2 separate regions of the Bombyx mori genome follow, and region 1 is linked to region 2. The links are chromatin contacts, called in public Hi-C maps. All regions are on one chromosome and are shown on one strand. Each heading gives the region's core, a stretch centred on a gene start, on an enhancer-like site or on the middle of the called end of the contact. The rest is flanking DNA. Distances are from core to core; before and after follow the strand shown.

Region 1 (6,813 bases), core at 3,030-5,529, 130 kb before region 2:
ATTGGTGTCTGCTTGGTGATCCTTCACAGCTCTTTGTTAGTGATCGTCTCAGGCCAAAAGATTTTCAAAATCTGACGCAGGCTCCTATTCACAAACACTTGAAGCTGTTTTATCAAATCCTTGTAGTAACATAAAAAAGTAACAAAAAAAATCGAACTCGATGCCTAAGCCTATATTTTACCGAGAAATAAGTTGAACATAAGCAATAAGTATCAACGCCGGCTAGTCTATAGCTTAACCAAGCCAATAGCTTGTAAGGAGATTATTCGTGATTGCGTTACGAACACAGAGAAACATTCCATTTTCTCGTTTTCGATTTGGGCACGCATCAACTTGATTTTACCTCGTTCATTCGCCGGATCCACGGATAACTTCTCCCCAAAGCGTCATATAAATAAATTGTTGCCTGTCTTTATTGCTCTTGGTGTGCTGTAGCATTTTTCCCGCCATGTTATCGTCTTTGGGAATTCCAGTTTTCTTATATCCTATTGTGATTTCGTTCGTACCTGCGATTATCATAATGTCTGATTCGAGAACGGTTCGATCGTACACGAACGTAATCTTTGGCGTCTATTGAATATTTCCACTTACAACGGTCGTTCGAGTTTCTTAGCCTCACAATCATAGCTTTTCGTTAATACTGTTCTCATTTTAAATCTCGTTATGGAAATATGAAATTCAAGTTGTTTTGTAAATTTACATATTCACTTTGGACACAAGAGATCATATTTTCGGAGTGTACATGTATGTATGAACAAAAAAAAAAATGCTTCGTTAATGTGCAAATTTGCTAAGAGCGTTTCACACAGAGGAGAGTGCAAATTAATACTGAGAGATACTGAGAGATAATAAGATGAGAGCGATGCTCTCAACTCGTGCAAATGTAATCCAGGCCTTACATAGATTATCTTCTGAGCATATTCAAAGTTTGAGGGTGCCAGAAAGAGCATATCGTAAATCTGAAAAAACGAGGCATTCCCATTAATTCTCACTGTACCTTGACGAGGGTCGAAAGTTTAACGGATTATAACAAGCGGAGGCACTAACTGTCAGGAGCAGACCTGGCCGTGCCACGCCTCACGGCTTAATCACCAAACTTTCCCCTACAATTGGAGTTTTTGCGGAATTGCGGTGGTAGTGTGCTCACACCGCTAATTTATGCGCCGGAGAGTGAATCGGAGAGAGCACTCGAGATCTCTCCTATTAGGTATTCAAGACGTCGTTTAATCGACCAGCACCAAGCGGAACTCTCGGGATCAATGTTTTAAAGAGAATTTAAAGGCAACGCAAATCGCTCCACAGATATTGGAACCGATCCCTCGGGACTTTATTGCAGATCAAAAGTCTTTATGAAAACCATTTGCATATGTATCATTTCTCTTCGGGAATTTAAGGGATTTCTCAAGTTATCGACATTTATTAAATTAACGGTGCCTAATATAAGGATAATTATATTTAAAAAAAATACCTCATGGGATAAATAGAAATTTGCAACAAAAACATCAAAATAAATGGCCTTATCACGTAGGTAGTGGTCCATAGTTGTATGCCGCATTTTGAGGCCGCACGTCGAGTTACCACCATACTGTTGATTTCTGCTGCGAAGTAGTCATGCGTTATGGTTTCGGCCAACCTATACCCTGGGTCAGGAAGGTTAAGTACCTGGGAGTCACCCTGGATGCATCAATGACATTCCGCCCACACATAAAAACAGTCCGCGACCGTGCCGCATTTATTCTCGGCATACTCTATCCCATGATCTGTAAGCGGAGTAAAATGTCTCTTCGGAACAAGGTGACACTTTACAAAACTTGCATAAGGCTCGTCATAACTTACGCGAGTGTGGTGTTCGCTCACGCGGCCCGCACACACATAGACACCCTCCAATCCCTACAATCCCGCTTTTGCAGGTTAGCCGTAGGGGCTCCGTGGTTCGTGAGGAACGTTGACCTACACGACGACCTGGGCCTTGAATCAATCCAGAAATACATGAAGTCAGCGTCGGAACGGTACTTCGATAAGGCTATGCGTCATGATAATCGCCTTATCGTTACCGCCGCTGACTACTTCCCGAATCCTGATCATGCAGGAGCCAGTCACCGTCGACGCCCTAGACACGTCCTTACGGATCCATCAGATCCAATAACGTTTGCATTAGATGCCTTCAGCTCTAATACTAGGAGCAGGCTTAGGGACCCCAGTAACTGTACTCGTCGAACTCGACAAAGAGGTCGACGTGCAACCTAGCCCATGCATCAGCCCTCTGAGTTTCTCGCCGGATCTTCTCAGCGGGTCGTGATTCCGATCCGGTAGTAGATTCATTCGCGAAACAGTTGCTCTTGAGTTGTTAGGTTTCCTTCGGAGGCGCTCGGGCAGCTGTTAGCAAATCCCACCCCTCCTGGCTGAGCCTTTTCTCGCCCACCTGTCCTGGTGAAACTCGAAAGGCCTTCGGGCCACCAGTAATCTCTCAATCATAAAAAAAAAAAATTGTTTATGGATGGGATCAACCGTTATACAATAAAATTGAGACTTCGACCTCATGTCTCATAGGCTGAAAAGAGATGAAAGGTAAAGGTTTAATTCACCTAATATGTATATGTATTTCTGTACCTATAGTAGGTAAATAGTTGTATATGTGATAACTTATTGTAATCTATATATATAAAAGAAAGTCGTGTTAGTTACACCATTTATAACTCAAGAACGGCTGAACTGATTTGCTGAAAATTGGTGAGGAGGTAGCTTAGAGCCAGGAGAAGGACATAGGATACTTTATATCACATTCCCGTGGGACGTGACATAAAACGTGGTATAACAAAACGCAACTGATATGGAATAACAAAACGCAACTGACAGCTAAACGTTCTATGGTTAAATTTTGAAGTTGACCGGTTGATGTGTTTGAAACAAACCGTGTGGCGGAACAAAGCTCGCCGGGTCCCCTAGTTTATAATATTATCAAATAATTTCGAAAGATGGCATTTTATTTTAATGCATACGACACACGGATCTAATGGACCGTCGACCTGCTGAAGGTTACGGAAATCCGCCGGATGCGGGTAGCATCGTACGGGTCGTTATGGCGAATGGCCTATGATCATCGGAATACGTCCCTGGACTGATGATGATACGACACGCATGATAGGTATATTGAAAATGTTTCTAAAAATTGTACGATGAACAATATGCACGATAAGTAGCACATGGAGATAATCATTATTAATTTTGTTCTACTAAGTACACATTGTCATGCTTAGGGCAATTAAAAATTCACTTTAGTTTAAGATTTAAAAGAAATGGCAAGTAATGATTATTAAAACGAAATAGAACGTGGCCGATAATTACGCGTAACAATTCAGTGTAAACTCTTATAAACCATAATTTAAAAAAAATCTTAAATTTTAATGAAATATCAAAAATGTACATTTAAAATTGGATGTTCACCAGAAAAAAAATCATTTGGTAAATACATAGTTGATTTAATTTTAACAAGCAATTAATTTACCTGTTAGGAATTATGAAAAAAAAGTTTTATTATACAAACCACAAATAATGCATGAAAAATTAATGGTCTGCCCATTCGCACATACTTTTTGGATTTAAAATTAGCGTTGCGGTACTGACAGCCGATATTAGCACTAAAAAATATTTTCATCCTTATAGCCACTATAAAGATAATGTAAAAGTATTTTCTTGTAAGGAAACCCATAATCGCTAATAAGCACGGTCATAGAATTAGATATATTACAAACCTTTTTTTTTTTTTTTTTGTGATTGAAAGATTACTGGTGGCCCGGAGGCCTTTCCAGCTTCACCAGGACAGGTGGGCGAGCAAAGGCTCAGCCAGGAGGGGTGGGATTTGCTAACAACTGCCCGAGCGCCTCCGAAGGAGACCTAACAACTCTACTACCGGATCGGAATCGCGACCCACTGAGAAGATCCGGCGAGAAACTCAGCGGGCTGATGCATGGGTTAGGTTGCACGTCGACCTCTTTGTCGAGTTCGACGAGTACGGTTACCGGGGTTCCTTAGCCTGCATTACAAACCTACAATAACTCACGCCCTGAAATCTTTATGATGCCTGATTTGAAATAACGAATTACAAATTTTATTATTTCTTATTAACCTGCCATCTCTTTCTATTTTCCAGAACTTGGTTGATACATAGTTGCAAAGAACGTTATGTCTAACCTACATAAAGCACGCCCTCCTTTATAGATGGCGCTGAAATAAAATTAGTATAGTGACATCTATTGGATATTTATGAAATCATTTCGAAGAATGGTATGCGTTGAATAATATTAAGGTTTTTTAAGCATTGTATATTTACACAGATGTCAGTAGCGAACCTAAGAATATTTAATTTTAATGAAATTTCTGTGATTTTTAAGAAAAACTTAAAGTAATTAAAAATATATATGAATTTTTTTGAATAATCTCTATATCTTTTAATTTGTTTAAATAAATTGGATTTTGCGCCTAGTTCGTAGCTTTAAATATATTTATAACTAATTATAAATTTATATTATGTATATGGAAGAAGTACATTTAGCCGTAAATCGGTGTCTAATTTCATCTAATTTATCTTTACTAACAAGCTTATTCTTCCTTCTTCCATTTTAGGCGGGGTCGTCTCACTTAATTCGTCCGCTCTACCCAGTTCTACCCAGAGTCGTCATACTGTCAAGTTGGGTCTCTTGAAGTATTTTCGTATTTGTCCATCATGTGCTCGGCAGGCGTCTTCTTCCACGACTTTTTTCAGGCAGGTCCATTGCCCAGTGAACGACATACTCATCGTCTCTCCACATTACGTGTCCGTATCATCTAAGACGACGCTCTGTGAGTTTTTCAACAATTTTCTTTACTAAAAATGTATTAATTAAAATAAGAGGTGTCCTAATAGATCAAGGTGGCTGTAACACTCATGTCCGTGAGTGAGTGCCGTGGTATCTCTACAAAACTTGTATACGCCCCGTCATGACAAATGCAAGCGTAGTGTTCGCTCACGTAGCCCGCACCAACTTGAAGCCCCTTCAGGTTATTCAATTCCGATTCTGCAGGATAGCCGTCGGAGCACCATAGTTCCTGAGAAACGTGGATCTCCACGATGACCTGGAGCTCGACTCCGTCAGTAAGTATCTACAGTCGGCATCGCTGCGCCACTTTGAGAAGGCGGCACGATATGAGAACCCTCTTGTCGTGGCCACTGGAAACTACATACCCGACCCTGTAGACCGAATGGTAAACCCTCGACGTCGCCCAAAGCACGTCATTACGGATCCTCCTGATCCATTAACGATGCTTTTAGTCACCACAAGCACTGGTCACCGTCCTCGTCGAACCCGTCGCTTACGACGAAGGGCTCGACGAGCGAACTGACCCATAGACACAGCCCACTGAGTTTCTCGCCGGATCTTCTCAGTGGGTCGCGTTTCCGATCCTGTGGTAGATTCTGCGAAGCACTGCTCTTGCTAGGGTCAGTGTTAGCAACTCTCCGGTTTGAGCCCCGTGAGCTCACCTACAAACGTTAGGGTGAAGCTGAAATAGCCTCTCAAGGCTATCAGCATAGGTAGGAAAAAGAAAGCCGTGGTTTGATAGGCATAACATTTTAGACACATGCTAATTTTAATTGGTAAAAAAATCGATTAAGCCTAAAACGCATTCACCAACGACTTCCACGACGGAGGTATAAGTTATTAACAACATATTGACTATAAACTAGCACAGATCGCTTCGACCACCCTGCCGTAAAACAGTCAACATGAGTTTGATAGGTAGAACAGCTTTTATTCCAATGCCATTAAGAGTGAGTTTATATGCTCTGAGGAATTATTTGAGCTGATCCCATCATCTTGTCCTTCCTATCACACAACCCGCTACTGGAGCAGACGTTATCCATATTACATAGAAACACTTTTTCTTCATCCACATGCGTAACAGAGATCTTTTCTGCCATGTACCATCTGGCTTTAGAATTAACTTATCTCCTTAGTGTTTCCTGGGCGGTATGACATGTCTTTATTCTATCGAGATTTGCAGCGGTAAGCAGCTTAATCTCAACTCAGCTGTAAGCATTGAATTCACCGTGGGCATTGCTTATCCATGAGCAACGGTGACTATTCATATAAACTGGGCCGTATGCTCGTTTGCCTAAAAAACTGTCTCATGGTCAATAGCGGTAGTCATGTTTTATTAGCAACATAGCCCAGTGAGCTTGAGTTTTGAGCTCGTCCACCCATCTAAGCAATAAATGGGTCGCTTGATCCGGTGGTAGATTCTGCGAAGCACGGCTCTTGCTAGGGTTCGTATTAGCAACAACGTCAGGCTTGAGCCCCGCGAGCTCACCTACTAGTTCGGTGTATCTAGAATAGCCCTTTGAGGTTTCTAGAATAGGTAAGAAAAAAAGCTAGCAACGCGAACGAGTCTATGTAAAATGAGTTCGAAAAATTTGAGATGTAATAAATATCTTGAACATAAAGTTATATCACAGAATCGCGATTTGTAATACAAACGATCAGAGAAGCTAAAAGGTGAAAAATTGACACGGGTGATATAATAAGCTCTCGTGTGAATACCAGTGATCGGGCGCCCTCGTATAGATGAGCGGTTTCATATGCAAAATGCTTTGCTCTGATAAATTACCCCATTATTTAAGATTCGACGCGAACGATAGGGATTTCTTCGAGTAACGATTAAATGATGCGACAGTTAAAAGGAATCAATATTCCTCTGTGAATTATTAGTTTTGATTATGTAAATAAACAATGCTCTCCAGATTTTAACGTTTTTTTTTAATGATTACCAAAGCTTTGA
Region 2 (7,303 bases), core at 1,171-3,670:
GCTGCCCCACTCTTCAAATCGAAACGCATTACTGCTTCACGGCAGAAATAGGCAGGGTGGTAGTACCTACAAGTGCGGACTCACATTAGGTCCTACCACCAGTAATTACGCAAATTATAATTTCGCGGGTTTGATTTTTGTTGCACGATGTTATTCCTTCACCATGGAAGTCAATCGTGAACAATTGTTGAGTACGTATTTCATTAGAAAAAATTGATCCCCGCCTGAGATTCGAACACCGGTGCATTGCTCAACACCGGACATGCACCGGACGTCTTATCCTTTAGGTCACGACGACTTCAAAATGAGTGGACGAGCATTCGGCCCACATGGTGTTGAGTGGTTACCGGAGCCCATAAACATCGACATCATAAAAGGTGCCGCCCACTTTGAAACACGAGTTCTTAGTCTCAGCATTACAATACAACGGCTGCCCCACCCTTCAAACTGAAACGCATTACTGCTTCACGGCAGAAGTAGGTAAGGTGGTGGTACCTAGCCGTGAAGGCTCACAAGACGACCTACCACCACTAAAACTATGTCCTATGTTGATTTCGGAAATCGATCTATAGGTCATCAATTTTTTTTTGTGTATTATCGTAGGTATTGTCTATACTAATATTTTAAATCTACAGTGGTTTTACGGATGTTCCGTTATAACTCCTGAACCATGCATCCGATTGACTTGAAACTTGGTATCCATTTAGAAAATACATGTATTTAATGGATAGGTTCATATTTATATGAGTGTTGGACTCCCTAATAATAATGACAATAAATAATAATGTTTATTTTAAATGCGCAGCGAAGCGGGCGAGTACGGCTAGTGCTCTATAAGCTCATTATAAATAAGACAGATACAGTAAGTAATATTGCACTGATCTTGATAGCTAATCGAAATGACGTCACCGTTGTCGGCGACGCGCGAGATCCAACGGTCTTGCCGAGTCAAATTTCGCGGTGGAATCGAGGGGCGCCATCGAGCAATTTCCACGCCGCAGCTCAGTATAAGAACTACATATTATAATGTAGGTACATTAAGCTCATCGAGTCAACGTCGACTGACAAAGGAGATTTGTATGTTTTACAACATCGGTAACAATAAAGCGTCATTTCACAATCTACTGTTACTCACCAAAAATAAAAATAAAAAATCTTATAACCTTATGTTTTACCAATCCAATTTATTTAAAACTTGTTATACCTATCCATGTTCGTCCGTGTGGAATTTAAGAAAACATTACTTTGTTATATAATAATTTTAGATTTTTCTAAAATAAGAGTAGCTTAATTTACTCCTTATTACATTAGCTATCTGCTAGTGAAAGTCCCGTCAAAATCGATCCAGCCGTTCAGAGATTAGCTGGAACAAACAAATATTGTAAAAAATGTTATTTTGGTATACCTATGTACCGTATATACATTCATATGCATGTATTAAACAGCGGTTTTATTTATTTGTAAATATGTAAATTGTGTAAAACTTTCAGGACTATGTAGACCAAACGAAAAATTGTAGTAAAAACCCGTTCAATATTTACCAACGTGTTCATAAAAAGAAAATAACGAAACGCAAGATTGAACCATAAAAGTAATTTTAATGAAACTAAAAATATTTAAATGAACATTAGATTCCTATTATTTCTAATTCATTTTATCAAAACAGTCTTCGTCCATAAGTAGTGGCTCTATAATGCCCGCGGCCACCAACAATCACTCTGCACGCCGTGTAATTTATGAAATTGACAAAAATTACTCGTATATTCCAGTAGTCGCTGGTCAGTTTAGTTTTTGTGAGCTACACACACGGCTACAAAACCCTGAACGTGAATAAAAAAAGAAGTCGGAAGCACGCGACACGCGATGCACCACGACTCGAAACTACAAAAAATATTTACATCAATATAATCAAATCTCTGCGTTTTACTAGAATATTAAACGACTATAAATTATCTTAATAGATGTTAACTATGAAATTGTAAATGCTGCGCTGTTATAATTTATAGGTAGCCGAATTCTTGTCTATTGTCCAGAGAGGGCAAGTCGAGCCCGGGACCTTTACTTAATCGATTTTTTCTGGAAAATTAATCATATAATTTCTTGTAATATGTTTAAGTGGTTCGTGGATCAATCTTTTGTATAACTTTTAGTCTTTTAGACCATCTACGCTTGGCTAGTGACCTGACTGTGCTCCTAGTATTATCAGTGTCCATAAGCGACGTCAACCGCTTAATAAGATGAGAGCTGTTTCATTATTCATTGAACTAAAATAAAATATTTTAAAATAATAATGTCCATAATCAGAACAAATTTAAGGTAAACTAGAAACCCTAACATAAATTTCAGTAGAGATCATGCAGCCATCTATGTTCTTAATAAGACAATACTAAGATCATACTGCCACCTAGTGGATTCCGTCAACACTATTTGGAATAATGTAAAATTGGGTTTGGAGAAAATAGGAAAACTTGTAGAGTTGATTTCTTATTAGTATAGTACCTAAAAAACAGATGGAGACTCTGTTGCAGTAAATGTTTGGAATTTACTTTTTTTATTATTTTGTTTTTTCCACCAGAAGACTAAATAAAAATATGTCCAAAATGTAACTGTGCACTATTAACTTGTGGATTTCTCTGCATCTCCATTGCTCTGTTAAAATCAATAAAACTTTAGAAACAGAACAATATACAAATATACTACGTGTTTAGATCGAAATCGCAGACGACGATACAATTTGAATTCTTTGTCCTGCAGGAACTTAGTAAAGTATTGTTTTCGGTTATTATTTACAAGGTAATCACATCCTGTTTCTAATTCTGTGAAACTAACATTGACAACATAATATTTATAAATTCTAATATCGAGGGTTGAAAAGATATTTAGTTTAAACGATATTTAACTTAATACGTGACATGTAATTACAGGTCCGTTTTATTTGATAACATAAACAATTCGATGTTTTTAATTGAACTTCAATGAAGCCCATTCTATGTAATAAGCTGATGAAGTATTTTTGTTGCGATATTTTTTCCAAATTGTAAGCTTTAAATATTGCTCACTTGTAATGTTGCAAAACTGTAGCATAAAACAAATAGCATTTCACCTCTCGATTAGAATATTATTAGTGCTAGGATGTGTTCTGAGCTAAAACAGAATGGAATTTCTTATGGAAATTAGTCGAAATTGTGTTATAAATATTGTTTAAACTAAGAGTCTCATAGTAATGTCATTCCTTGTTGATCTAATATTGTATATTGTATACTAATATTGTTTGGTAAATATTCAATTTAACCACTCCATTCATCCATTTGACTCTATACAGAAAAGGGCCGTTCGGATTGTCGATAATCCCATTCTCACGGATCCTTTGGAAGATCTGGTTCTGCGGAGACACTTCGGTTCTCTCGGTGTTTTTTACCGTATGTTCCATGAGCAATGCTCTGAAAAAATATTTGAGATGATCCAATCATCTCGTTTATACTCATCTCGTTTATACCATCGTACCGCCCGCCACCGGAGTAGAGTTCATCCATACTACCTGGAGCCACTGCAGTCATCCACAGTGGGTTTCCAGAGGTATTTTTTGCCTTTTTTGCCACGTACCATCCGGCTATGGAATGAACTCCCCCCCCCCACGGTGTTTCCCGAGCGCTATGATATGTCCTTCTTCAAACGAGACTTGTGGAGACTATTAAGCGGTAGACTGGCATTGCTCAAGTCCATGGGCGACGCTAACCACTCACCATCAGGTGGGCCGTATGCTCGTCTGCCTACAAGGGAAGTAGAAAAATAAAAATAAAAACACAAATAAAATATGTACTGTGTCCCAATTTTAGTATCCAGACTGCTATGATATTGAATATATTTTCCATTCAAGTAAGTACTTCCTTTGGCGGCTTCTTCACCTCCACTTTAGATCTTTCTATTATTTTTCTATTCACCTTTACAAATACTCAGACACAGAGCTTCTGCATTACCTATAGAACAAAACGTTGTTACCTACTATATCTTGGATTATCAGTGTCGCATATTAAATATTAATTTTATATAATAAAAATGGAACAGAATAAAATTGTGTTTGTACAGTGAGATCACATACGTAAAATCAATATAGTGTGATCATATGATTGCTCTGACGAATTTATTGTTTGTGATGAAATTCGTCTCCATTACTATCGCATAATCGACCACCAGAGGACATCACGCTCATACTGGGACAGGTATGCTGATCCACGTACATATTATATCAGACCTTTTTCGCGACGCGAAAATTTTGTCTTGTTTGTCGATTTGTTTCCCGAGCGCTATTTGTATAGCCCTTTTGTACAAAGACTCCTAAGTGAAAGATAGCGACTCAGCGAAGTATTTTTTTTTTTATTGCTTCGATGGGTGGACGAGCTCACAGCCCACCTGGTGTTAAGTGGTTACTGGAGCCCATAGACATCTACAGCGTAAATGCGCCACCCACCTTGAGATAAAGTTCAAGGTCTCAAGTATAGTTACAGCGGCTGCTCCACCCTTCAAACCGAAACGCATTACTGCTTCACGGCAGAAATAAGCAGGGCGGTGGTACCTACCCGCGCGGACTCACAAGAGGTCCTACCACCAGTAATTACACAAATTATAATTTTGCGGGTTTGATTTTTATTACACGATCGTATCCGACATTATTTACGACCATGAAAATTTGTATTTACTCATTATGATCATGAGGTGAGCAGTTTGTTCTTCTATCCAGGAAAATAAATAAATAATCCGCACTTTATGTTTTCATATTGGTTTGGATATTTTATTATTTTACTTCGCTGCGATGTGTGTTAAAGATAAAAAATAACACAATCAACCAATGTAAAGGGAGCTCGCTTTTTATATCATAATAAATATGACTGTATTATTAGTGATGTATGTGCTCATTCTCGTTTTATATAAAGCAATTATCTTATACACTGCTTACAAAGTTTATTTGAAAAGTAAAATCGTAACTCGGGCAATCAACTCGGGCGTCATATATTTCACGAACCGAGTATTGTAGTTTAAAAATATGCGATGAAAATGTTGGCAGCGTGCCGATTCAAAATCTAAGAACCGAAGAACTAACTCTATTTTTGTTTTGACTTTTTTCTTGTAAAGGCCGTGTGACTGTTTATCTGCCTAGACCAGCATAATAGCGTGAATGTAGTAAAAGGCGACTAAGGAATTCACCACCAGAAAATGGTTAGCGCCGTTCTTAAAGTATTATTTCAGCAAAGGGTCGACATTAATTAGTGATAAGGGCGTAATATAAGCCCGCACGGGAACGTACCACCACCCCTACCTACCTATTTCGGTCGTGAAGTAGCAATATACCTATACTGATTTAAATTGTAAGCCGCTATAGACTACATATTCCAATTGAGACTTCGAACTCTTCTCGCGAGGTTCACGTTGTGATATGTATACTGATATTCGTCTAATGTCCGGAATTCGACCATAAATAACAATGTCAAGAATTAAATTCATTCTGCGAATCACATATTTCTTTTGTTCTAAAAAAATCGATTAACAAACTTAATAGGAAATGGTACTTAAATGTTTACTTGTGCCTAGTAATGGTACTTCTCTCTCTCTCTTCGATCGGTTCCTCACTGCTGAGGATCGTGACTCCGTCCGATTTCGTCAACCAACTGTCTCCATCGATCCCGCCCTGCAGCCCGGTGGAGTGCGTCGCTGATAGGTATCCCCAGTTCCTCCGCTATTTGGTTCGACCATCGTTTGGGACCTCTACCCCTAGGCCTTTTTCCCTCTATTTTACCGGTCACCACAAGGCGTTCCAAATTACTTAATTTGTTATCTAATGCTTAAATATTTAAACGTACCTATACTTTATCTATACATTTAAATGTCGATGTGTATATTCCCTAAAAGCTGCGAAACGTCTGAAGCTTTGATTATATACATGTCTGAAGCGATTTCGATAAAATTTTCATGAAATCTTTAGATCAGTCAAGTGGGTGTTTAAATATGATTTAAAATAGTATGTAAGATAATATTATTGTTTTATTTACATTCAACCATTATAATTTTATGAGACATTACGTTCATATTAAAATCGATACAATAGAATGTTAATGGCAGACATGTTATTAAAAACAAAACGCTTATTAATTTCCAGTATGTATCATTTCGTGCGAGTAGGTTACGCTAGCTCTTCCCCCACACAACGTGGTCTCGCCTTGTCGCGGCGGTGGGGCTTAAGTGTGCACCCCGATACCGTGGAGCAGCATTGTCTGCAGAGGGGTGCCGCGAACTAAGAAGACTGCACACGGTGTTCCCTTTTCCCACCTTTGCTGGACAAAGGGTGCGTGAAGCGGGAGAAGGCTCCCTTCTGGAGACCTTTTGGAGGCTAGGCCATGTCCCCGGCAGCTCTTTGACTGCTAAAGGGGAAGGCCCTCCAGAGGAGGGTACCGGTACGCCGGCGTGGCCACGTCGTGGTCAGACGTGTGGGTCTGTCAGTAATGGTAGACCCCACGTGGATGAGAAGTGAACCGGAGGGCACTCCCTTCCGGTCGCTGGTTGCCATGTCCCCGGCTGCCTCTTGGCGGCTACAGGGGAAGGCCCTCCAGAGGGGGGTACCGGTGTACCGGCGTGGCTTCGTAGAAGCATACCGTAATCCCTACCGAGTAGGGGACGGGGGCCGCTGCCTAGCAGGGGCCGCGAGGATGTGTACCTCTATAAAAAATGCCCTAATCTTAAGCTTGTGACGTGCCCGGTGATGAGATGAGTGGCTGGAGGGAGTCCAGTCGTAAGGGCCGTCCCAGGGGACCGACCCCTGGTTAAATAACAAAGGACCAAAAAATGATGGCAAACTTAAAAATAAAATTACCCCAGGAGGGTACCACCCTAGGTGGAGAATCCCTCCGTGCTCCCACCTCGGTGGGAGCATGCTGCCCCGCGTATTCTGGGGGGGGCAAAGCATGCCACGATGAAGGGGGCTGTGCGACGGGCAGCGGAAAACCCGTCGAACCGAGGTGTGACAGCGCTGGCTCGACGCGCTCTGCGCTCGTCAGCGAAGGCGAGGCGGCTGGTCCGAAAGGGACAACCGCCAAGAAGATTAGGCGGAAGAGGAAGTCTTGGCGAGCTTCCTCTCGTGAGGGGGTAGGGGAGCCAGCGTCATCCTCTGGCGCAGATGCCCCGCCGGAAAAGGTGTTGGTAATCTCCGATGCAGCCTCTGCTGCGGAGGAGATGCCGCCCCCTAGAGGGAGACCCGCCCGGAAAAGGGGCGCGCCGTCACCGGCGCCATCATCAGTGTCAATGTCTGTCGCCT

What was found. A called contact is a pair of places that touch in the nucleus more often than the background predicts.
Region 1: a Hi-C map of whole pupa shows a contact between it and region 2, with 4 times the contacts expected there. The contact joins two enhancer-like sites. A contact is called at or near these places in 3 of 7 Hi-C or Micro-C datasets (posterior silk gland and whole pupa).

Annotation. Positions count from the first base shown.
Region 1 is chr13:7,910,272-7,917,084 of ASM3026992v2, reverse strand. No RefSeq gene overlaps it. Among protein-coding and RNA genes, the nearest start is that of LOC101743982, 26 kb to the left of the region's middle. Within about 2 kb of position 4,279, at least 8 of the 8 cell types and tissues checked have open chromatin away from gene starts, as enhancers often do.
Region 2 is chr13:7,775,393-7,782,695 of ASM3026992v2, reverse strand. No RefSeq gene overlaps it. Among protein-coding and RNA genes, the nearest start is that of LOC110385540, 50 kb to the left of the region's middle. Within about 2 kb of position 2,420, at least 8 of the 8 cell types and tissues checked have open chromatin away from gene starts, as enhancers often do.